Regions from separate parts of the Mus musculus genome. Here region 2 is linked to region 1. The links are chromatin contacts, called in public HiChIP or PLAC-seq maps. All regions are on one chromosome and are shown on one strand. Each heading gives the region's core, a stretch centred on a gene start, on an enhancer-like site or on the middle of the called end of the contact. The rest is flanking DNA. Distances are from core to core; before and after follow the strand shown.

Region 1 (6,330 bases), core at 2,244-4,743:
TTCACAATAACCTCGAAGGCTAGGCTCACGGTCCTAGTTCTCTGATAATCTGGAGTTCTGCTCCAGGAGGCAGCTGCCCAGGGGAGGGCTGGCCCCTTGGAGCGCATGCCTTGCCTAAAGTCTCATTTTTCTTATCTCATTCTTGTTTCCATCTTGGACTCGAAGGTGTGGATAGCCCACCCCAGAGAAGCCAAATTCCATTCGATCCCTTCCAATGGGCTGGCCCCTGGGAGCAGGGTGTGGTTTGCTTTGGGTTCCTGCCTGATTGGGAGGAATGCTGTGTGAGAGGAGACCACAGCTCTGGTGAGCATGTCCACTTGGACCCACAGACTCCTCATCCCCCAGAGTTGTCGGCCCCTTTACAGCCGATGGCTGTAAATACATGATTCCGTTTATTATGTTAACTGTGTATCCCATAACCCCCACAGATGACATTTAGCACATTCACAATATTGCGTGAACGCTATTTTCTACCTAGTTGTGGAACATTTTTTTTTTCCCACTCCAAATGCTCTATCTCCATTAAACAGCCAGTTCTCTCCCTCTACCCCAGGTCTAGGCAACCACCAATCCGTGCCTGTCTTTGTGGCTTTACCTATTCTGGATATTGATTATAAATGGAATCTACAACCTGTGGCTTTTTCTGTCTAGAACTGTTCTCCTAGCGTGACTCCTGCATTGTGACTGAGTGACCAAGGACAATATAGCTAGGTCCCAGTAGCATCTTAGATGGTGCTGGGCTGCAAGGGGGTGAGGGGTGTGTGTGAGGAGAAGCCAGTTAGCTCTAAACTCTACCTCTTTGTCCCTTTCTGCTCTGTTCATTTTGGTACCTGTCCCAGTAGAATATGCCACTGAAACCTGGGGACCCCAGGAAACAGCCTGTCTCACAATGTCTCCTGATCTCTGCAACCTGACCCTGAATCCTGCCTAGCTACTAGACAAGACTGGTGTAGACCTGTCCCGGGAGGTTCCAGGGTCTATTTCCCAGTTCTCTCTGGTCAGGGTGTTGCAGTTGATTTCAGGAAAAGACACAACCTCTTGTGACAGTTTTGAGGTCACAGTGGGTGTCAGGGGGAAGAGGACATGGCCTTGGGAGTTGGGGTTGCCTCATTGCTGTGTCTGGAAGGTAGAAGGGAGTCCGGCTTGGCGCCAAGGAAGGCAGAAGGCCCCAAGAGCAGCTTAGACCTTCACCCGAGGAGTTCACTTATTTCAGAGAAACTTAATCTCACACTGTTTGTTCTCCACTCTGCAGACGCCTCAACTGAGGAAACCATTGGCATTTTATTTGAAGGAGAATTTGTCCCCAGACCCCCCCCCTCCCTCCCCACTCACCAGTGGGAGAGTGCCAAGGCTCCAGTCACTGCTACCAACTCCAACAAACCCCAAACCACAGGCATGTAAGCAGGTCACCTGGGGACAACAGGAGGATGTGGCTGGACAGCGAATGGACCCATGTGTTGTTTTGTGACAAGGGCATTTGGATTTCAGTGTCCACGGACCTTGGCGTTGATCTAAGCCCTGCCACTCTGGTCATGGGATCTTAGGTGGTCACCTCTGTGACTGACCACACTCTCCTGGCCAATCCGGGTCTCTGACAGACCCATTTGAGGAACTTGACCTTGGACAGAAGAGAAGAACCACAACTGGGGATACGGGGGTCAGGAGTGGGGTGGGATAGGATTTGCCAGTCTCCAGGCTCCACAGGCTGAGCCAGAGAAGCACTTAGCAACAGCCTTAGGCCTTTACAAAAATGATTTTTTTTTAAAAAAAGATGGATCTTGCTAAGTTGTCTACACTGGCTTTGAATCTTCAATTCTCCACCCACCTGTCAATTAGCTGGATTATGGGGCACACTGTGATCCCCAGCCGGAGTCATACTGAGGTTGAAATGAAATGGACCTGGGATTAAGACGTCTACTAATAAAGGAAAGCACTCAGTCTTAGAAAGAAAGCCATTTGTCCTAAGTCATGCTGGCAGAGTGCATATCCACCCCAGTGTTCATGAAGCACGGACTTAACGCTCAGAGGAGTGGAGAGGCCTGAGGGATTTCAAGCTGGGCAGGACACAACAAGATGTGTGTTTTGGGAATTGTTGTTTGTTTTGTTTTCCAAATCAGGGTTTCTCTGTGTAGCCCTAGCCGGACCAGAACTTCGTCTCTGTAGACCATAGAGATCCGCCTGCCTTGGCCTCACGAGTGTTGGATTAAAAGTATACACCACAGCTGGACGTGGTGGCGCACGCCTTTAATCCCAGCACTTGGGAGGCAGAGGCAGGCGGATTTCTGAGTTCGAGGCCAGCCTGGTCTACAAAGTGAGTTCCAGGACAGCCAGGGCTACACAGAGAAACCCTGTCTCGAAAAACAAAACAAAACAAACAAACAAACAAACAAAAGTATACACTACCATGCCTGCCCGTGTTTGGGAACATTTTTCTTGGCTGTATCGGAGCTGGGGGAGTGATGGGTAAAGTGTTTGAGAAATAGTAGCTTTAAAAATGTCACAGGGCCAGAGACTTGGCTCAGCGGTTAAGAGCACTAGCTAGCTGCCCTTCTAGAGGACCTGAGTTTGATCTCCAGCACCGGCATGGTGACTTACAACCATCTATGACTCCAGCCTTAGGGGATCTGATGTCGTCTGCTGTCCTCCAAGGGCATCAGCACCTATGTGACACACTGACGTATATGCAGGGGAAATACATATACACACATAAAAAAAATTAAGAAAATTGAAAAAAGCTTATTCTAAATTGTGTGCGTGTATGTCTGTGTTTGTGTGTGTGTGTGTGTGCCTGTGTGTCTGTGTTTGTGTGTGTGTTTGCGCGTGTGTGCTGGGTTGTACACATTTAAGTGCGGATGCCTGTGGAGGGCTAGAGAGAGAGCATCATTATCTCTTGGAGTGGAGATACAGTAGTAGTGAGTGCTGGGAACCAAACTCAGGTCCTTCCTAAGAGCAGGACATAGTCTTAACTCCTGAGCCACCTCCGAAGCTCAGTGGTTCTCAGCCTTCCCAATGCTGATCCTCATGTTGTGGTGACACACACCCCACCCCCCAAGCATAAAATGATTCCGTTGTTACTTCATAAGTGTAACTTTGCTGTTATGAATCATAAGGTAAATATCTGATATGCAGGATGTCTGATGCTCGACCCCTGTGCAACCCACAGGTTGAGAGCCGCTGCTTTGTTGGCTTCTGTGCTGGGTACAAAGGCTGGCAGTCACTCATGGCCAGGGCTGCAGATGGTGGCTTGAAGCCTGTTGAGACACTGATGCTTGTGAAGTCAGAGGCATAGAGGATGATCCTCTTTACACAACTGCTGTGCCCTCCGGGCATAACACAGTGCCCGGCACCCAGACCTGCTCAATCAATGCTTGTTTAACAGCTCTCTCATATTTTCAAATACCAATGATTAAGAGAATCATTGGTGAATGAATTGCCTACCCCACCCAGACGGGAAAGTGTGGCTTTGATCAGGTTCTTCCGTTTCTGAGAAAACCACCATTTCCTGTGGCTTTGATCTGAAGCCCTGATTCTCAACTGTCCCGCCCCAGCCAACAGCTCTAGCTTACCATTTCCTGTTTTCTGACCATCTTATCTCTCTCTCCAGCAAATGATCCTTGGCTTTCTCTTTCTAGGTGACTCCTTCTAGGCAGCCCCCCTCCCAGCACTCCCCCCCCTGTGCCCCCACACCTCTAGCTCTTCCTCTCAGTGTCTCTGGGACAAGAGAGATGATTAACTAGATTAAAGGTGCAAGGCCTTCCTGGGTCTGGCTCTAAGCCTCCTGCAGGCAGAGGTCAGGACTGGGGCTGGGTCTTGATCCACATCCTGCAGGAGGGTGTTAGGGATAGAGGTTTGATGGAGACAGAACAACCAGGAATGTGTATAATCTCAGACTGTGATGGAGCTTGGAGCTTGGAGAGAAAGTTACATTTCAGACTTTGGAATATCAGGGAGGAGTCCCCCAGACTAACAAAAACAGACCAACCAACAAACAAGAAACCCCGAAGACAGTAGGTGTTAGCTCTGCAAAGAGGGATATGGAGGAGCGTGCAGGTGGTAGCAACTGCACGTGCAAAGGTCCTGGGGTAGGTAGGAGAAGTGGTAGCCTCTTAAGGGCTGAACGAACACTTAGTGTAACCTACATCACAAATGGTGAAATGAGGCTAAGGAGGTAGCCTAGGGCTAGCCCTTGAGCACCAGGCTAGACACTTGGCTTTATCCCTAGATCAGTGAGAAGCCACAGAACATCTGAATAGGCATTGATGTGACCCTGTGTTTTGAAAGGCCCTGCGTGGCTACCAGACAACAGGGCAAAGGGTCAAATGAAGAGGGAGATCCAAGGTTGTAGCTGCTCAGAGGCAGCAGAGGCAGGATGGTGGTGATGGAGGAGGAGTTCTAGGCACATGATTTTTGTCTGGAGATCATGTTGTCAGTGGGCACCCTCAGGTGTCTGCCCTAGGGAGCCGGAGAGCTTCGCTGGACTTTGCCTCCCACTGGGTGAGCCAGACAGGCTGAAAGGGCAAAGTCCCGAGGTATGTTCAGGTAACACGTGCAGAAGACACATGCAGCTGTACAAACTGGGACCCTGGGAAAGCCTCCATCAAGGTCTCCCCCACCACTTGTGTTTACAGCATTTTTGATGCTAAGGATCTTTGTAACTCCTAGGGCATGCTCCCCCACGTCCTAGCAAAGACCCATTCCTTTTAAAGCCTCAGGCAGTCCTGAGCTGAGGGTTGCTCCTGGAGGGGTCGATGGGGCCAGTGAGAGGGGCGTCCAGACCTGGTCTCCTCTTCCTGCCTCTGACTCAGGTTCTTGCAAGTTCATTCCTCTGTAACCTGATTACTCACGGAGCCTCCACCCTTCCCACACAGGCCCGCACCCTTCCCTGGAGGAGGGGTGGATAGAGGAACCCTGAGGTTGTGGGAGCATAAACCTAACAGCCGCCGCACCCCCTAAGCTCCAACCCCAGAGTAAGGTCTGAGTCTCCCCTTCCGGGTGGAAGCTCTCCAGGGTTACAGAAGCTTCTTGGCTTTGGGCCTGAATCTGCTAGGAGCCCAGCAGGAGTGTGGAGGCCTTGGTGTCAGTAACCTATAAATGATGTATGTTGTGGGTGGGATGTAGGACCTCCAACCCCTGCCCCACTGAATGCCCCTGACACACTGATGGCTGTCTGTGACTTTGAAGGGCTTAGCTGTGGGGGCCAGGACAACATTCAGTATAGAAGAGTGCTTTCTCATTAGAGCCCACGGGGGTGTGAGGGTGTCACCCAGGAAGCCCAGGCCCACCACTCCCTGCTGTGACTGTCTGTGCTTGGGGTCAGTGTTAACAGGGTTGCTAGGGACCCAGAGAGTCTGGTCTCCAGCTGTTGGTTCCTTTCCTGTCTGCCCTGGGGGTAGAGGGCTGATTTTGTCCTGTTCTCTGGCATCTGGCTCCCCACCCAGCTTCAGAGATGTGCTTTAAGGACTGCTCAGCAGACCTTAGGGGAGGGTAAGAAGTAACATTTAGATTGCAAGTCAGAGGGAGGAGAGTTTCCAGTGACCAGCTAGCAGGTTGAAGCAGGGATTGGGGGTGTGGGTGTGGGCGTGTAGAATGGGGTATGTATGAGGTGGGGAGGGTGTGTGGCAGGGTGGCATAGGTCTGAATCGGCCCCATCGTTTATCCCCAGGGTTACCTGCTCGAGTGACACAGTCCAGGATGGTTCTCAGTGGCCTGAGCTGCCCACTCAGGGGACGCCATTCTCTCCCTTCCTGATTTACAACATTTTGCTGTCTACCCATTCACCCTGGACCATGTTTAAAGATGCCCAAGAGAAATGAGCACACACAATTCCTGACTGCTGGGGACATCAGGAGCCATGGGCTCCTAAGTCTAGATAAGCAAACTGACCATGGTGACCCAGCGGCGCACACGAGGAAGTTCAGAGGGTATGGCAGCAACTCCAAACTCTCCTCTAGAAGGACTAAGGAAAACTAGCTTTCAAATCGGACTGGGCAGAGCCACCCGGGTTACAATAGAAAGATCATAAGGCTCAGATAACAGAATGGAGTAGTGACCCATGGATGTGGTCTCAGGGGGGAAGGTGGGGAGAAACTTAACCTCCCCCAGGAACACAGCTAACAGATGTTCTCTTGGGTCTAGCCCAGGGTACTAAAATCCAGAGACCTGAGTCCCTTGGTATCTCTGAGGCACCATTTTTTGGATAGGTTGTCTCACTTCCTTGTAGCTGGACTGGCTGTGAGATGTGACAGAAGGCCAAAAGCCTGACCTTGACTTGCATGGTGGGGGGGGTTCTTTGGGCCTCTGTTTCCTTACTTGTTTTTTTTTTTTCAAGAT
Region 2 (5,869 bases), core at 2,918-5,417, 50 kb after region 1:
GGACAGGCCATGTTCAAGGCAGTTAACAGGAGAATTTGGGGGAATTTGAACGTGTGGTGACAGAGGGACCTGGTCAGTGTTGGTGAGTCAGATGACTCAATAGTCAGAAAGCAACTGCTCTTGAGCTACGGGCAGTTGGGAATGCCAGTGTGGGGGAGCTGTTGATTGAGGTGTTCGGTGTTTCCTGAGTTCTTGGGTTTGCAGAATGATTAAGGTGAAAGGAAAACTCCCTAGCACTCTAGCCCGACACCATCCCAACTCCCCTGCCCTGCCCTGCCTCAGCCTGACACTCAATTCCCTCCCCCGCCCCCAGCTCCCAGCCTGGGAAGCCAGTCGCCTCCTGCTCAGGTCCTAAAGCTCCCATCTGTACATTCCCCCAGTCCCTCCAGGCTGCCCAGGAAACCATGGCTGCTTATCATCTGGCCCGAGAGACACCTCAGGTGATGATTTTCTCTCTGGACCTTCTCAGCCGCTTGTAGGGGACATGAGAAAGGGCAGAGGCTGAAGCAGGGACCCAGCCCGCAGATGGGAGGCAGGGATGTGAGAGCTGGTGGGATCTTGTTATTAGGGCACCAACGCTGTCACTCAGTGATGCAATTGGCACCCACTGAGCTTTCAGTGAAGTGCGCTGTCCACGTGAGACAGGCGCTGCCATCCCCGTCCTCAATGGATACCCTGTGAGACCCCACGTGACAATCAGCCCCAACGGAAGAACTGTCAGCACAAGGCTTCCCTAAGGACACCCAGCCCCTGGCCATGGCCACCTCACTCCTAGCTCCTCTCCCTACATCTCTCCCCCCTCATAACATCTTGTAAGTTCCTTTTGTATTCTAGGAAACAGGCCCAGAGATGTTATGTCGTTCCTCTGGATTCACATAGCTATTAAACAATAGATCAGAGATGGGAAAGGGGAACATCTAGCCTGGGTTCTAATGGCTGAGTCATGTGACATTACTGATGAGCCTTGGGTGTGGAGGGTCCTCCACAGATCAAGGCCACTCTTGCTCTCTCTACTGCTTCTGGCCACTCGTGTCTGTTGCTTCCACATCTCGATCTTCCACATCTTTTGATGTTGGTCCCTCCCCTGTCCTGATACAAGGATCTGTTGTCCCCTACTCCTTCCAAAACACACATTTCATCTATCTGCCCATCTATTTGGAAAAGGGTGGGGGACCTTTGCTGGCCCCCATTCTTTTTAGGGTGGTGTATGGATTCCCTGGTGCTGTCACACAGCGCTGTAAGGGCCACCCCAGTCTAGCTTGTTTCTTGGCACATCTATTTCCCTGACTCCCATCAGCTGACACCATTCCCCCTTCCTTGTTGCTCTATTGCCTTCACCAGAGCTGACTGACTATGAGCTCAAGGTGTGTGCTCATATATGTATGGGTGTGCACACATACAGAGGTCAGAGGCTGACATCAGTGTCTCTCATGGAACCTGGAGTTTGCCAATTCTGAAGACTGGTTGGCCAGCAAGTCTTATTATTCCTGCCTCCCTAAGCAGGCTTAGGTATTACGTGTGTACCTTGCTACAGCCAGCTTTTAAACTCTGAGGCTACAAGCTCAGGTTCCTCAGGCTTGTGTGCCAGTCACGTTCCTGACACTCGGATGCCTCATTTACTTTGTTGGCTTAAGGCTGTAGAGTCTGAAGATCTGGCTACAACCTGGCCCTTCTTTATTAGGTTTGACAACTTCTACACACCCTTCAAAATACAATTGCCATGCTTTCTGGACACGTGTTCACAGCCTTGCTTTTTGCTTTTGAATCTTGTCCTTATGCCCCCTCAGGAGTGCTGTGTCTCTCACTGTTGGTGTTGCGTGTTGACATACATGTTACGTTCCCCACCAGACTCTGTATTCAAGAAGTTCTCAATGAGTGACACATGACTGGAAGACAATACCACACAGAGGAGCGTTTTTTCCTAGCTACTCTGGGCTCCAGTGTTCTCCACAGCCAGGTTTCTGGAGGGCCACAAGAGAATGACCCTGAATTCTCTTCTACTGCCATCTACAGCTGAGCTGTGAGACACAAGTCTCTTATGGGTTCATTTGTCACCCCCTCCCCTTCTCTGATTTTGAGATGTTGTGCTGAGATCTGTGGTCCCATGTCTTGAAGTTAGGAAGGGTATATCAGGGCTGCTCATTCAAATCATGAAAGAGGCCAGCTCAGCCCTGGTTTGTAGTTTCTCATTTTGTATAACAGAAACCTAGGCCTTCTCACCCACCTCCTGTCCCTACTAGGTAGACAAAGAGTGAAAAACAGATAGTTTGTGGCCCACCCGCCCTTCCAACGGCGCCGGAGCCTGTTTTGAGCAAAACTTCTTAAGCAGTTTCCCCTCACACCAGCATTTCAGAGTTAGCTATTAGGGTGCTTCTTAAGTTGAGTAAAAAAGCAAGACTATCTCTTCTTCCAGGACCAGAGTTTGCCCCACCCCCTGTATCAAAGCCATGCATTTAGCATCCCCAAACCTAGTTCAGGAGAGACTCTATAGTGTCCCAAGTGCCAAGGAAGGCAGGTGTCTGTCTCCTTTTTGTGTCAAAACATTTAGACCTTTAATGGGACCGACTAAGGTCAATTGGGATGGTAAAATTTACACCATGGAAATTGGCAAATGCTGTAAATTTAGAACCTTTCCCTATTCTGGGAGCCACATTTTAGGAAGGTGGAGAAGATCTTTGGTGGATGGTGTGGGTTCTCTGAGACTATGGCTGGTGGAGGTAGATACCTGAGGTGTAGGCTTAGAAAGCAGGCAGGTGGGAGGAGAAGCTGGAATAGATATTTGCTTTCTAAAATATACTTAGAGAGGCTGATTCTATCCATCCATCCATCCACACATCCATCCATCCATCCATCCATCCATCCATCCATCCATCCATCCATTCCTCCATCCCTCTCTCCCTCCCTCCCATCAACACTTTTTACTTACACCCAAAACATCTGAGAGGCAGAGGTGTAAGAACAAAATCCTGCTTCCCATGAGTTCATAGCCAGCAGAGGTGGACCCCACTATATACCTTCCACAGCTGGATCTAGATCTAGGGTGCAATGCACGCTGGGCAGGAGAGACAGATAAAGATGCTGCTGGCTGTGGTGTGGCTTGGAGGGGGTGTGAGGACAGCACCAGGGAACCTTCACTTTTTAAAGTCAACCCCTTGTGGCTTTGAGGCTGGTGAGCGGAACTCTAGGAACTTGGCCCCTCCAGCCCCAGCCGAGTCTGACTCTGCAGCCGAGATTTAAGATGTGTAACTGGGGTGTCTGGAGCTGGACTCCCCTTGGCACTTTGCTATAGTAGACACTGAGGCTTGCCTGGTAGAATAGCTTGTTATAGAGAGGGCTGTGGTGTGTGGGCTTTGTTTTAGGGGCTGTGCTGTGCTGGCTACAGTTTCTCTACGTGGAGTGCCCCCTGGGCCACTCAATTTTATGTTAGTCATTCACCCTTTAACCTGCAAGAGGCACAAAACCTGGGATGTGTAGGAGGGAGGAAGGGAGGGAGGAAGACAGACAGAGACAGACAGACAGATGACAGGCAGAGACAACAAGAGGCAGAGGTGGCAGCTAGTATTTGTATTGCACTATGCACAGCACAGTTTCCATCAGTTTCACTCTTCTCGTGAGCAAGGAGATTCAAATCCTGGTTTAACAGGACAGAAAGGAGGGACCCAGAGTGGGAGCAGGGTGTCCTGAACTCTCTAAAGAGAATTTTCTTAGTCCCCAGAGGTGCCAGAGAACATCACCCATCCCTACCAGCTGAGAACGTGTTCTATCCAGGCATCAAGGTCAGTCTACCAGGCTGTTCATTGCCTGCTGCTTGAGAGGACCCAACTTTATGCCTGTGTCTGTCTTGGCATCCACAGCTGTTCCTTCCCCTGGGTCTGAAAGAGCAGGTACATCCTCTCTCCAATGCCTCATCCAACGGGATGGCATTCTCTGAAAGCAGCCACCAGTTCACACCAACTGCCCTGATTGCTCTGGAAACTCCCCCCCCCCCCCATGACCCCTATCCCCCATGCATGTTCATTGCCCTAGAGTCTGGCTTTGTGTCAGAAGTTTTGACTTCTCTTAAGAGAAAGCTTACTTACCTGGGTCCATGGTGCTCTGGGGGCTGTAGAAATCACACAGGAAGGCTGTGCTTTTGGTTCTTGTCTCTCTCCAGCTAGCCCTCTCTGGCAGGGAGGAAGTGGTAAGAGCCCCTTTTAAGTTGTTCCAGAGCCCCTCCCACTCCTGTCCCACCCCTCAGAGTCTTCCTGGGCCACAAGGTATGTGATAACCACATTCGGCTGTCATAGGATCCTGAATCACTGAGTCGTTTGCCTTCAGAAAGCCCCTGGTAGTAGTGCCTTGTAGAGACTCAGGGAGGAGCTGCTTACATCTGTGAGTGCCAAGCACGCCTGGGTGGCTGCTGTGGGGTGAGATAGGCTGAGGCTCGGGAGTCAGAGGTGTACTTGCATCCTTCTCTTGGTTTTGAATAAAAGTCTCCCTTTCAGTATGAACTTGATCAGTGGCTATTGTCCCAGCAGCCGCCAGGCAGCCCCGACATACACCTGCGCAGCCAGGGTGAGGTCTGTTGAACGGTCCGGCCAGCAAGGCTTCAGTGACACAACCACGAAGTGAAAGTTTGAGTGTTTATTTTTAGTACTTAAGCTAAACATCACAGGACCTAGATGCTAGATATGAGGGTGCCTGGAGCCCCTCGGCTTTCTCTACTAACCGAGAGGACATCAAGTCTAAGTCATTATCCAAACTGGTTCCCCAAGAAGAGATTTTATTTATTTATTTATTTATTTATTTATTTATTTTATTTTATTTTATTTTATTTTATTTTATTTTATTTTTGTCAGTGCCATGATTGTCCTAGAACTTGTTCTGTGGACCTAGCTAGCCTCGAACCCATGGAGATCTACCTGCATCTGCCTCCCGAGTGCTGGTATTAAAGACATATGCCACCATGCCTGGCCTATTTTTATTTTACTTTTTTTATTCTTTGTGACCACACCCATTTTCCCCCACAGGGAAACTGATTGATATATTTATTGGCATTTTTAATTGTTGTGCCTGTGTGGTGTGTATGGTGTGTGTACACACGTGTATGTGTGCGATCGTATGCGTGAATGTGGGGATTTTATGCCATTGCACGTGTGAAGATCAGAGACAATGTCAGGTGTCAGCCTACTTCCATTCTGTTGCAGGTATCACGTCTTTATTGAGTGCCCCATTCTATACTAAGGTGAGCTGGCCTTCTGGGTGCGTGGTCTCTTGTCTCTGCTTCCCATCTCCTTGGGGGACTGCTAGGATGACGAATGCTCATGCTACTGCCAAGCTGCTTATGAGGGTTCTGGGATTTGGACTCAGTTCCTCGTGTTTGTGGGGCAATTCTCTGTTAGCTACTAAGCCACCTCCCCAGTCCAAGGAGTGGGTTTAAAACAAGCATAGAGATCATGTGGGGACTGTGGGTGGCCATTGAGTTCTAGAGCAAATATCTAAATGTTCCATTTCCAGGAGAGACACCTGTAAATTTTTTTATCTCTAGCCACTGATTGTAGACAATTCAGTGAGCGACAGGACCCGACACAGAGCTCAGAATGACTTAGCCCTTCTTCTGTATTAACTAGTTAAAAACAGGGGGCTGGAGAGATGGCTCAGTGGGTAAGAGCACTGACTGCTCCTCCAGAGGTCCTGAGTTCAATCCCCAGCAACCACGCGTTGGCTCACAACCATCTGTAATGGGACCCGATGCCCTCTTCTGGTGTGTCTGAAGAGAGTGACAGTGTACTCATATACATAAGATAAATAAATAGTTAAAACAGTTGCCATGACAACATAACCCTTTAGGCACTCACTTGATACCCTTGCTCTGCTCTGCATACAGGGA

The links. HiChIP or PLAC-seq counts read pairs in DNA pulled down with a chosen protein or histone mark.
Region 2: a BATF HiChIP or PLAC-seq map of CD8 T cells shows a contact between it and region 1, with 54 read pairs. The contact joins the promoter of Ccr7 here to the enhancer-like site in region 1. A contact is called at or near these places in 18 of 39 promoter capture datasets (the 3T3-L1 cell line, 3T3-L1-derived adipocytes, the C10 cell line and 12 more), 2 of 15 datasets of contacts at CTCF or cohesin (CD8 T cells and large pre-B cells), 40 of 484 Hi-C or Micro-C datasets (B cells, CD4 T cells, CD8 T cells and 16 more), 8 of 115 datasets of contacts at active chromatin or transcription factors (CD8 T cells, differentiating embryonic stem cells, embryonic stem cells and 2 more) and 3 of 9 other capture datasets (adipose tissue, embryonic stem cells and pancreatic islet).

Annotation. Positions count from the first base shown.
Region 1 is chr11:99,101,683-99,108,012 of GRCm38.p6, forward strand. No RefSeq gene overlaps it. Among named protein-coding and RNA genes, the nearest start is that of Tns4, 16 kb to the left of the region's middle. Within about 2 kb of position 3,494, at least 140 of the 459 cell types and tissues checked have an H3K27ac peak or open chromatin away from gene starts, as enhancers often do. A contact at or near this core is called in CD8 T cells, the G1E-ER4 cell line, the HPC-7 cell line and 10 more, where this site is marked.
Region 2 is chr11:99,150,910-99,156,778 of GRCm38.p6, forward strand. Ccr7 (chemokine (C-C motif) receptor 7) reads right to left here and starts at 4,168. Exons shown (of 3, transcript NM_007719.2): 1 at 4,080-4,168. The coding sequence starts at 4,089.